3 separate regions of the Mus musculus genome follow, and regions 2 and 3 are each linked to region 1. A link is a contact called in public HiChIP or PLAC-seq data. All regions are on one chromosome and are shown on one strand. The core of a region is the stretch at or near the end of the contact, and the rest is flanking DNA. Distances in the headings are between cores, read along the strand shown.

Region 1 (2,791 bases), core at 107-2,606:
TAATGTTTGCTCATCTCTCTCTCTGTGTTTCCTAATTGTGGTCCAGCTCTTGCTGCCTGCACCTCCTGCTGGCATGGTCTGTGCCTTGAGCCCAGGACAAAAGTAAACCCTTCAGTTGCTTTTGTCAGAGTATTTCATCACATCTACGGACAAGAAACAAAGATGGATGATTAACTCCAGTGATCCAAGGGCCTCCCTCTAGGCTGCATCTCATAAGGGCTCCTCCTCCTCATAGGGGGGTCAAGCCTTCAACACATACTCCTTTTGAGAACACTCAGTAACTGTCTTAAAGTTTTATTTCTGGACCACAGCAACTCTTACAAAGGACAACATTTGATGGGGGCTGGCTTACAGTTCAGAGGTTTAGTCTTTTATCACGTGGCAGCCTGCAGGCAGACATGGCGCTGGGGAATTAGCTGAGAGGTCTACATCTGGATCCCCAGGCAGTAGGAAGAGAGTGACTCACTAGGCTTGGCTTGAGCTTCTAAAACCTCAAAGCCCACCTTTACTGACATGTCTCCTCCAACAAGGCCACACCTACTCCAGCAGGGCCACACCTCCCAATTGTGCCACTCCCTATGAACCTAAGGAGCCATTTTCATTCAAACCACCATAATATCCAAACAATAACATCAACTGATGTCCAGAACTTTCTAGTCTTAGTAGCAAAATGGTCTTGACCTCAATAAGCCCCAAGAGCACCTTGGGGACTACTAGAAATCTCTGGGTCACTCTAAGAACTTCCGATTAAGGATAGAATATTATACTCTCGTTAAAGTGATACTGAGGGATTAATAGACTGAGCATCGGTGTCATCAACAGATGCAGAGTTCAGGATCTGTGTTTGTACACAGCGCTGTCTTACGTCAGAGGAAAATCCATCAAGAGGTAAAGGCGCGATGAGAACTCTTCCTTTACCCCAGCTCATTGCTTCTCGGGTTCTCAGAGCTGATTCATTTCAAGGCTGTGTGAATGATGCTCAGACTGGTCTCAAGGATGTTTCCCTGGAGAGCAGCCATTGGCTTCCCTACCCACGGCTGGTAGTCTACACTCACGGCAGAGCCTGGGCTCTGAGTGACACCTGGCAGGCTGCCAGTCCAGGGGCCCACGTGTTTGCGTGTTGTGATCTCCGGTGATGGGTTCATCTGCAGTTATGAACGAAAGAGGGGCTTCTGTGCAGGAGCAAACCTCACGTTGCTGATGAGAGATTGCTGCTCTGCTGAAATTCCGTGTCCTTGGTCAGAGGGAATGCTCACACCTGGCAGTGTTTCAGCGGAGAGCTAAATATACCCCGGGTGTGGCGACCTCAGAACCCAGGCTGCTGACAGGGGTGGGGCGAGGCCCCAGGGTGGGGCGGGGCCCCAGGGCCCCATTGTTTTATCTCATAGCAATCAATGCCTGGGTTTTATAGCTTCTAAGGGCTCTGGGGACGTGTGCAGGAATGACCTCCAACCCTTACAAATCCCTGTGATGTCACTGTTCCTATTTGCATTCATTGTGTTCCAATTGAACATGAAGTGTGATCTGCCTAAGGTCATGGGATGGGCAGGGCTGGACAGTGGGGTTCAGACCTGCAGGCCAGGAATGTGTGTCTCCCACAATGCCTTTCCAGTTCTGAAGCCAGTGAAGGTGGCAGCCCTGTATCTGATAGAAACCATCTGTAATGGTTAATACTTGATAGGGTCTAGAATGACCCAGCAGATGCACCTGGTGCACATCTGGGAGGGAGTTTGTAGATTGGATTTACTGGGGAGGGGAGACCCACCCTGAACACAGGTAGCACTGTCCTGCTGGAGGTTGGGTACCTATTTGAAATAATTAACAGTGTCTCTCTCATGGGTGGAGCAAACTGCCCTGTGAGCTGAGGGCATAGGGACCATCTGTAGCAAAGCGACAACCTCACCTCTAAAGCGTCACCCATTTTACAGGTGGGCATACTGAGTCGAGGAGGAACCTTCCTAGTGACACTCAGCGTTGGGCTAGCCTTCTGTCCAGATTCCTTCCCACCTCCAGCTACCCCTTCCCACAGACAGATCAGCACTCGGGCAGAGGCTCCTGTTTTTCAGCTGTTGTGAGACAGGGACATTGTGGTACTATTTATTATACACTGAAAGGTACTTTCACTGTGGAAGGAAAGGTAAGTCCTCCCTTTTACTTGAAATGGGACCATGATTCCATGGCTGGCACCTTGGAAAGTGCATCTGACCATAAGTTGGAATCTTGGGGTGATTTTTGTCCCATACCAGGGGCTCTGGGGCCTCTTTCCCACTGGTGGTTTATTCTAAGCTAGAGTATCTCCTTTTTCTGACTCTGAGCCCCCCCCCCCCGACACTCTATGAGACTCAGTGGGTCTCATACAGGGCTCTCTGCTTAAGCTAGCAAGGCACTTGTCTAAATCGGGCAGCTGGCTGGGTAATTGTCTAAGAAGGACATGACATTTGCTGATGTGACAGATGCCAGGAGACATGGCTCCTAGACCTTAGCCTTCTTCAGCTGGGGCATCCCCTACCCTGCCCCAGTGTCCTTAAGACAACTGGCTCCTAACAGTCAGTACAGTAGTTTTGAGACATGCTGGCAGAGTCACTTCTGTGTCCAACTCTGGCTAGGATGGCATTCCTCCCTCAGAAGTCCCCATCCATTGAGGAAGACGCACAAGATGCTAACTAACTACACATGGCGAGGAAGAACTTTTCAAGGAGGCAGTGGGTAGAACCTGACCTCAATGAAATCCTGGCATGTTGCCTGGAGGAGGTGGTATCTTACCATCGAATAAGAACTTGACGACGGAGTG
Region 2 (2,791 bases), core at 95-2,594, 370 kb after region 1:
CTGTCTGGATAGGTAGAGAGACAGATGGATGGACAGACAGAAAATAGATGAGCAGATAAGTAGATGGATGAATTACTAAGATGTCTCAGACTCTAATCCCTACCCCATGTCTATACTTGTTCCTTGGGGGCCTGAACTTCAGATCCACTTGTCCCATGATGCATCTGTTCATAGCTGTCCTGTGTGCTGACAGGGTAAACAAAGTCCGGAGTCCTTCTGGGCTTAGGATGAGGACATGTGGATGGGTAAGACCCGGTTGTTGGCTTCTGTGTCCTGAGGTTTTGGCCAGGAGATAATATTCAAAGATGTAGACTTGCAAGACTTGGGTTCAAGGCTAGCCCATCACTTGAACTACTTGATGCCCATGCAGAGATCCCTGCCCTGGCTCCTTATTGTCAGCAACCAGAGGACCACATCTCCAGCTAGCATGGTACGCTTCAGCTGTCTAATTCCCAGGACCTCTGCCCATCTTGACTACAGCTATACTAAGTGCCTCATTATGCCCTAGAAAAGGTGTAAACCCAAGAAAGGGAAATGTGACATAAAAAATGTCTTTCCTTCCATGGGGACCTAGAAATGACCTTGTGAGTGTGGGACCCCAGGCAGCTGAGCTGCCATGCTTTGGCCTTAGTCAAGAGGCAAACAAGGCCTCAGACACAGAGAACAGCCTCTCCTAGGAGAGATACTGTCACCTCCTCCACAGAGATGGAGTCTGAGGGTCCATCTCAGACCTCTAGGGAGACAGGTGTAGGCCTGCTCCCAACCCCTACCTGCTCTCTCTTTCCACCTAGCACTTGTCTCCAGCCAACAGCTACTCATAACCCCCTTCCAGGTAGAAATCAATTCTCCTCCCCTCCCCCACAGAGTGGAAACTCTGTCACTCTTCAGAGGAAGTGAGTAAATAAAGAGCAGCTTTAGGAAGCCTGCCCACAGCCTCCCTGCCTGCTGCCAGGAGGATGGGGATGGGGATGAGAGAGACAGAGCAAATAGATCGATAGAGGTAATTACTAGCCGCTTCCCAGGCTCAGCCACCCACATTTTTCCTGGGCTCCTAAGCCACAAGGACTAGAGCATCTATTCTGATTATTGCTTGTCCTGGAATTCTGGTCAGGGCCTCCAGGCCTCACCACTGGAAAATATAAAGGACAGTTTAGGATGGTGCGGAGTGAAGTTCCAGCTCCACTCTGTCTGTATCAGGGCCCTATGTAGCATGACTCAGAGTGTGACATCACATCCCCACCAGCAGGGGCTGGGCTGACACTGGTAAATGGTCACTGTGCAGGGCTCTCTCTCATAAAGAACAGGTGATGTTATTGTTCTTCAAACCACTGGCAGGAGAAAGGCACAGGGTGGGTGGGGCCTCACTAGACCTTACTGTGAGGAGAGGTGCTCACACCAAGGCCTCTTCCTATCTAAGTCACCTCTGTAACTAGTTTCCTAACCACAGCCAGGCTGTGGCTTTGAGATCCAGAGTCTGATAGGGGTTGTGATTGTCCAACCAGGACCTCTTCTGGCCCTACTCTCCAAACTTCCCATGCATTCTGACAGATTCCCACCTGTCCAAGGCACTCCCCCAATAAGCATAACCCTAGAGAGGCCCCCCAGATGGCTCAGCTGGGAGGGCTGGAGCCTGCCTCTAGGCACCTCCTGTTCCAGTCAAACTAAGAGGCCCATCAGTCCCCTACTGCAGTTCTGAAGGGTTGGGGAAGGGGTGTCCATGGGCCATCTACAGTCTCATGACTCTTCAGCCCAGCTCCACAGGGTGGAGACAAGCCCTGGTCTATCTGCCTGGTACATAGCTTGGGCATTGGGGACCCATGAATCTTGTAGGGTTATAGCCTGGACTCCAAGGACCAAACAGAGCTCAGTGGGAGGCAATGGGTGTTGGAGGAGCAGGAACACTGGATGAGCAAGCCTGCTTTAACCCCATAGCAGTCCTAGTGGACCACATGGGGTCAGTATGATGGAGCATAAGAGCAGGTATATGAATCTCCTGGACCAGATGGGAGGCCTCTTGAGGAGGGCTCCATAGCACTGTAGACACAGCAGTCATACAATGGGTTGTAGGACCTGGGCTCCAAGCACTGAAGTCAAGCAAAATTGAGTAGAGGATCTATTTTCCAAAAAGACACTAGCTCAACTCTCTCAACTGAAGTTCTCCTGGTCAAGGTGGGCAACTGGAGAGAGAGAGGGAGAGAGAGAGAGAGAGAGAGAGAGAGAGAGAAAGAGAGAGAGAGAGAGAGAGAGAGAGAGAGAGAGAGAGAGAGGTCACAGGACCCTTAAAGTGGCTCTGGGGACATTGTGAGTTCCTTCTTGCCAAACATAGCCATCTGTCCTTTTTATGGTTCCAATTGGTCTCAGTCCATGTCCTGCTTTCTCTAAGTCTGTAGGAAGTCACCCCATTGCTCTGGGTCCCATCATCCTCATTTGCAATTGGAGCTGGAACATGAAGATTACTCTTGGGCTCAGAGCACTCACAGACACGGAACACCCACATGTGAAGAACTCACAGGCATAGAATGTTCACAGAAACAGAGTATTCATATATACACAGAGCACTCCCATATGTGGGTCATTAACAGGTCAAAAGTACTTGCAGGATCACTCATGGGCACAGAAGTCTCACTGAGGGACTCACATATGTGGAACACTCACAGGCATAGAGCAATTCAAGAATGAAGCACCAATGGCCACAGAGCTTTTTTTTTTTTTTTAGTGGCACATTCCCACATGACACTGTGAACAACTCACAGATGCAGAGCATCACAGGCTCAGAGCACTCACAGGCATG
Region 3 (2,791 bases), core at 127-2,626, 300 kb after region 1:
CAGTCAAGAAGAAAAACATTTAAGGGTCTAGTGGCAACATCTTTTGCATTAATGGGGGCATTACCACTGTTATCCCCACCAATGTGCTGGTGTTTATTATACCCATCCAAGAGCTTTATGGAGCCTTTCCAATTCATTCTCATGGGGGGGGGAGGTGATTTTACTATCTGTCATCAATTCTGCAGAAATAGAACACTTCTGCTTAATAAAAGATAAACGTTGAAAATAAACAAGAGCCAACACTGGAGGGATAGCTGAGTAGCTAAAATCTACATAAAGGTAGCCTGTGGCAGGGTGGAAGATCAGCTCCAGAGGGTGCATATCAGGAGATTGGTGGAATGTACTTTAAGGCATTGCTTCTCTGAGAAAGGGTAAGAAAATTCAGCCAAGGCAAGGAGAAGGTGACATTATGGGAAAGTGCACCAAGGAGTACATATAAGTGACCCTCATATGGGACCAGAGGGCCAGCAGCTTTGCTCTGAGCTCTGGTGGCATCACTGTTGAAAGTGCTCAGCTTTCATTCTCCCTTGCTCAGAATGCCTTGTCTTCATAGGTGGAACACTAATGCCTGCCATTGCACTGACTCTCTTGCAGCTAGACTATTGGGTCAGAGTAGGAATGTGTTCACAGGGTTTAGAAAGTCAAATCGAGATGAGGTGTTTCCTTCTCTCCTTGGGGTACATCCTCTGTCTCAGGGAGCATGCTTAACTCTGGAGTGCAGAGGGAAATATACATTCTGCTTTTTACATAGGTGCTGGGGATATGAACTCGGGTTCTCATGCTTGTACAAAATGCAATTGCAGACTGAGCCATTTCCCCAGACCCAGAAGTATTTCTTGACTGGAAGAGAGGAAAAGAGGGAAACAAAGCAAAACAAAGTGAATCTGACCTTATCTTAGAAATAAGTACCCCAGCCAGAAAGCAGGTCTACAGTTCTGGCCCAGGGAGATAAGGCTGTGGGTGATAAGAAAGTATTCCCAAGAGATCTGGGTAGAAAGGACGAACAGGTCTTGGGAGGCTTAGGACCTTGCTAAGACTTGGGAGGAACACATATTGGGTATCACCCAAAAATTCTGTAGGTACAGTAAGGTACCTCAGATTGTGTCCCAAATCATGACATAGTGAGGAAGGAACAGCGGAAGGCAGGATACTCCCAAGTGAGGCAGAGCCTTTGTTAGAGCAAGGGCAGGCATCCTGGAAGAGGAAGGAGAGGTGGGTGAGGGGATGGCAGAGCAGGGGAAAGGAGTCTGGGACTGAGTGGCCAGCTCACTCCTGTTCATAGGCTGTTTGTGCCTACTTGGGGCCTCTGGACCTGGTGTATGACTGTCTGGTCAAAGTTGAAGCTGGTCAAGTTTCTGTTTTGTTCCACCCAATGTGGTGAGACCAGCATACTTCCCAGATGAGAGCCACATGGAATCCTGGACACTCCTAGCCAGGAACCACACCCAGAACATTCCAGAAAAGCCTGGCATAGCCCCAGCTACCTAAGGACCTAGGACCAATGCCCAGTGTACTGCTCTGAGCCAGAGTGCTTAGCAGTGTGTGCCTTTCAGCAGTGTCCAGACGCCTGGCTAACAGCAAGCCTGTAGATTTGTAGAGTCAGAGCTGGCCTGATTCCACTTCAGACACAGCTTCTTGGGCATCTAAGCATTGACAGACCACCAAGCCCCCACAAAACTCAAGACGGCCATCACTTACTAATTTCCCCAAATCCCTAGTTCCTTTTATAACAGCAATTAAACCTTTTTTTCCTCTCCTTTCTTTCCTTGTCATCACAGAAAAGAGCCAAGGAAAATAACCAAGGTTTTCAGCTCCATTAATTTTTCAGGGCACCATAAATTAAGGAGCAATTGCAACACAGTCAATTTCTTCAGGAAAATAACTCGCCGTAGCTGCGCTTTGGTCTAATTACATGGAAGGCTAAGTACTGCTATTAATACCCATAAGGGTGTGCAGCCCTGAGGGAAAGAGGTAGGAATAGACAGGCAGCCATAGGCCAGGGACACTAGACAATATGTGTTAGACCTTGGCAAGAAGGCTGGGCTCTGGGGAAAGCTGGCCTTGGCCATCACCAAGGGTTCCACTTGGGGTTCTCTTACCTGGCTGACCCCTGTTAGTAGGAATTTGTCATTGATCCATATGTTCATTCATTTAACCAACTTCAATCGATCCATTCATCCATCCATCCACTTATTTACTCACCATCTATCTCCCGCCCACATATCCATCCACCATCCTACTCAGCCAGGCATCTTTCCACTACCCCACATTCCTATGTACTAATCTGTTTGCTCATCTGGCTCCACCCCTGAACTCATCCATCTATTCATTATATATATATCACAGTCTATCCAAATCTATTCATCCATCCATCCATCCATCCATAATCTACCTATGGTGGTTTAAATAGGTATGGCCCCCAAAGACTTATGTGTTTGAATGCTTAGCCATAGAGAATATCTCTATTAGGAGGTGTGGCCTGGTTGGAGGAAATGTGTCACTGTGGGGTGGGCTTTGAGGTTTCCTATGCTCAAACTGTGCACACAGTGTGGCACACAGTCTCTGTCTGTTGCCTGCAGATTAAGATGAAGAACTCTCGGCTCCTCCATTACCATGTCTGCTGTGCACTGCTATGCTTCCCTCCATGGTGATAATAAACTGAACCTCTGAAACTGTATGTCAGTACTAATTAAATGCTCTCCTTAATAAGAGTTGCCTTGGTCATGGTGTCTCTTCACAGCAATAAAACCCAAACCAAAGCACTACCCATCTATCTAAAATCTATTCATCC

Evidence for each region. HiChIP or PLAC-seq counts read pairs in DNA pulled down with a chosen protein or histone mark.
Region 2: a FOXA1 HiChIP or PLAC-seq map of pancreatic cancer cells shows a contact between it and region 1. The contact joins two enhancer-like sites. A contact is called at or near these places in 2 of 115 datasets of contacts at active chromatin or transcription factors (embryonic stem cells and pancreatic cancer cells).
Region 3: a contact with region 1 is called in a FOXA1 HiChIP or PLAC-seq map of pancreatic cancer cells. The contact joins two enhancer-like sites. A contact is called at or near these places in 1 of 484 Hi-C or Micro-C datasets (the HL-1 cell line) and 1 of 115 datasets of contacts at active chromatin or transcription factors (pancreatic cancer cells).

The regions. Positions count from the first base shown.
Region 1 is chr5:35,769,930-35,772,720 of GRCm38.p6, forward strand. All of the region lies in intron 1 of Ablim2 (actin-binding LIM protein 2), which reads left to right. Among named protein-coding and RNA genes, the nearest start is that of Ablim2, 13 kb to the left of the region's middle. Within about 2 kb of position 1,357, at least 34 of the 459 cell types and tissues checked have an H3K27ac peak or open chromatin away from gene starts, as enhancers often do. A contact at or near this core is called in pancreatic cancer cells, where this site is marked.
Region 2 is chr5:36,135,122-36,137,912 of GRCm38.p6, forward strand. All of the region lies in intron 3 of Sorcs2 (sortilin-related VPS10 domain containing receptor 2), which reads right to left. Among named protein-coding and RNA genes, the nearest start is that of Gm52810, 9.8 kb to the right of the region's middle. Within about 2 kb of position 1,345, at least 18 of the 459 cell types and tissues checked have an H3K27ac peak or open chromatin away from gene starts, as enhancers often do. A contact at or near this core is called in pancreatic cancer cells, where this site is marked.
Region 3 is chr5:36,073,930-36,076,720 of GRCm38.p6, forward strand. The region is part of intron 4 of Sorcs2 (sortilin-related VPS10 domain containing receptor 2); the gene reads right to left. Among named protein-coding and RNA genes, the nearest start is that of Gm52811, 9.7 kb to the right of the region's middle. Within about 2 kb of position 1,377, at least 71 of the 459 cell types and tissues checked have an H3K27ac peak or open chromatin away from gene starts, as enhancers often do. A contact at or near this core is called in pancreatic cancer cells, where this site is marked.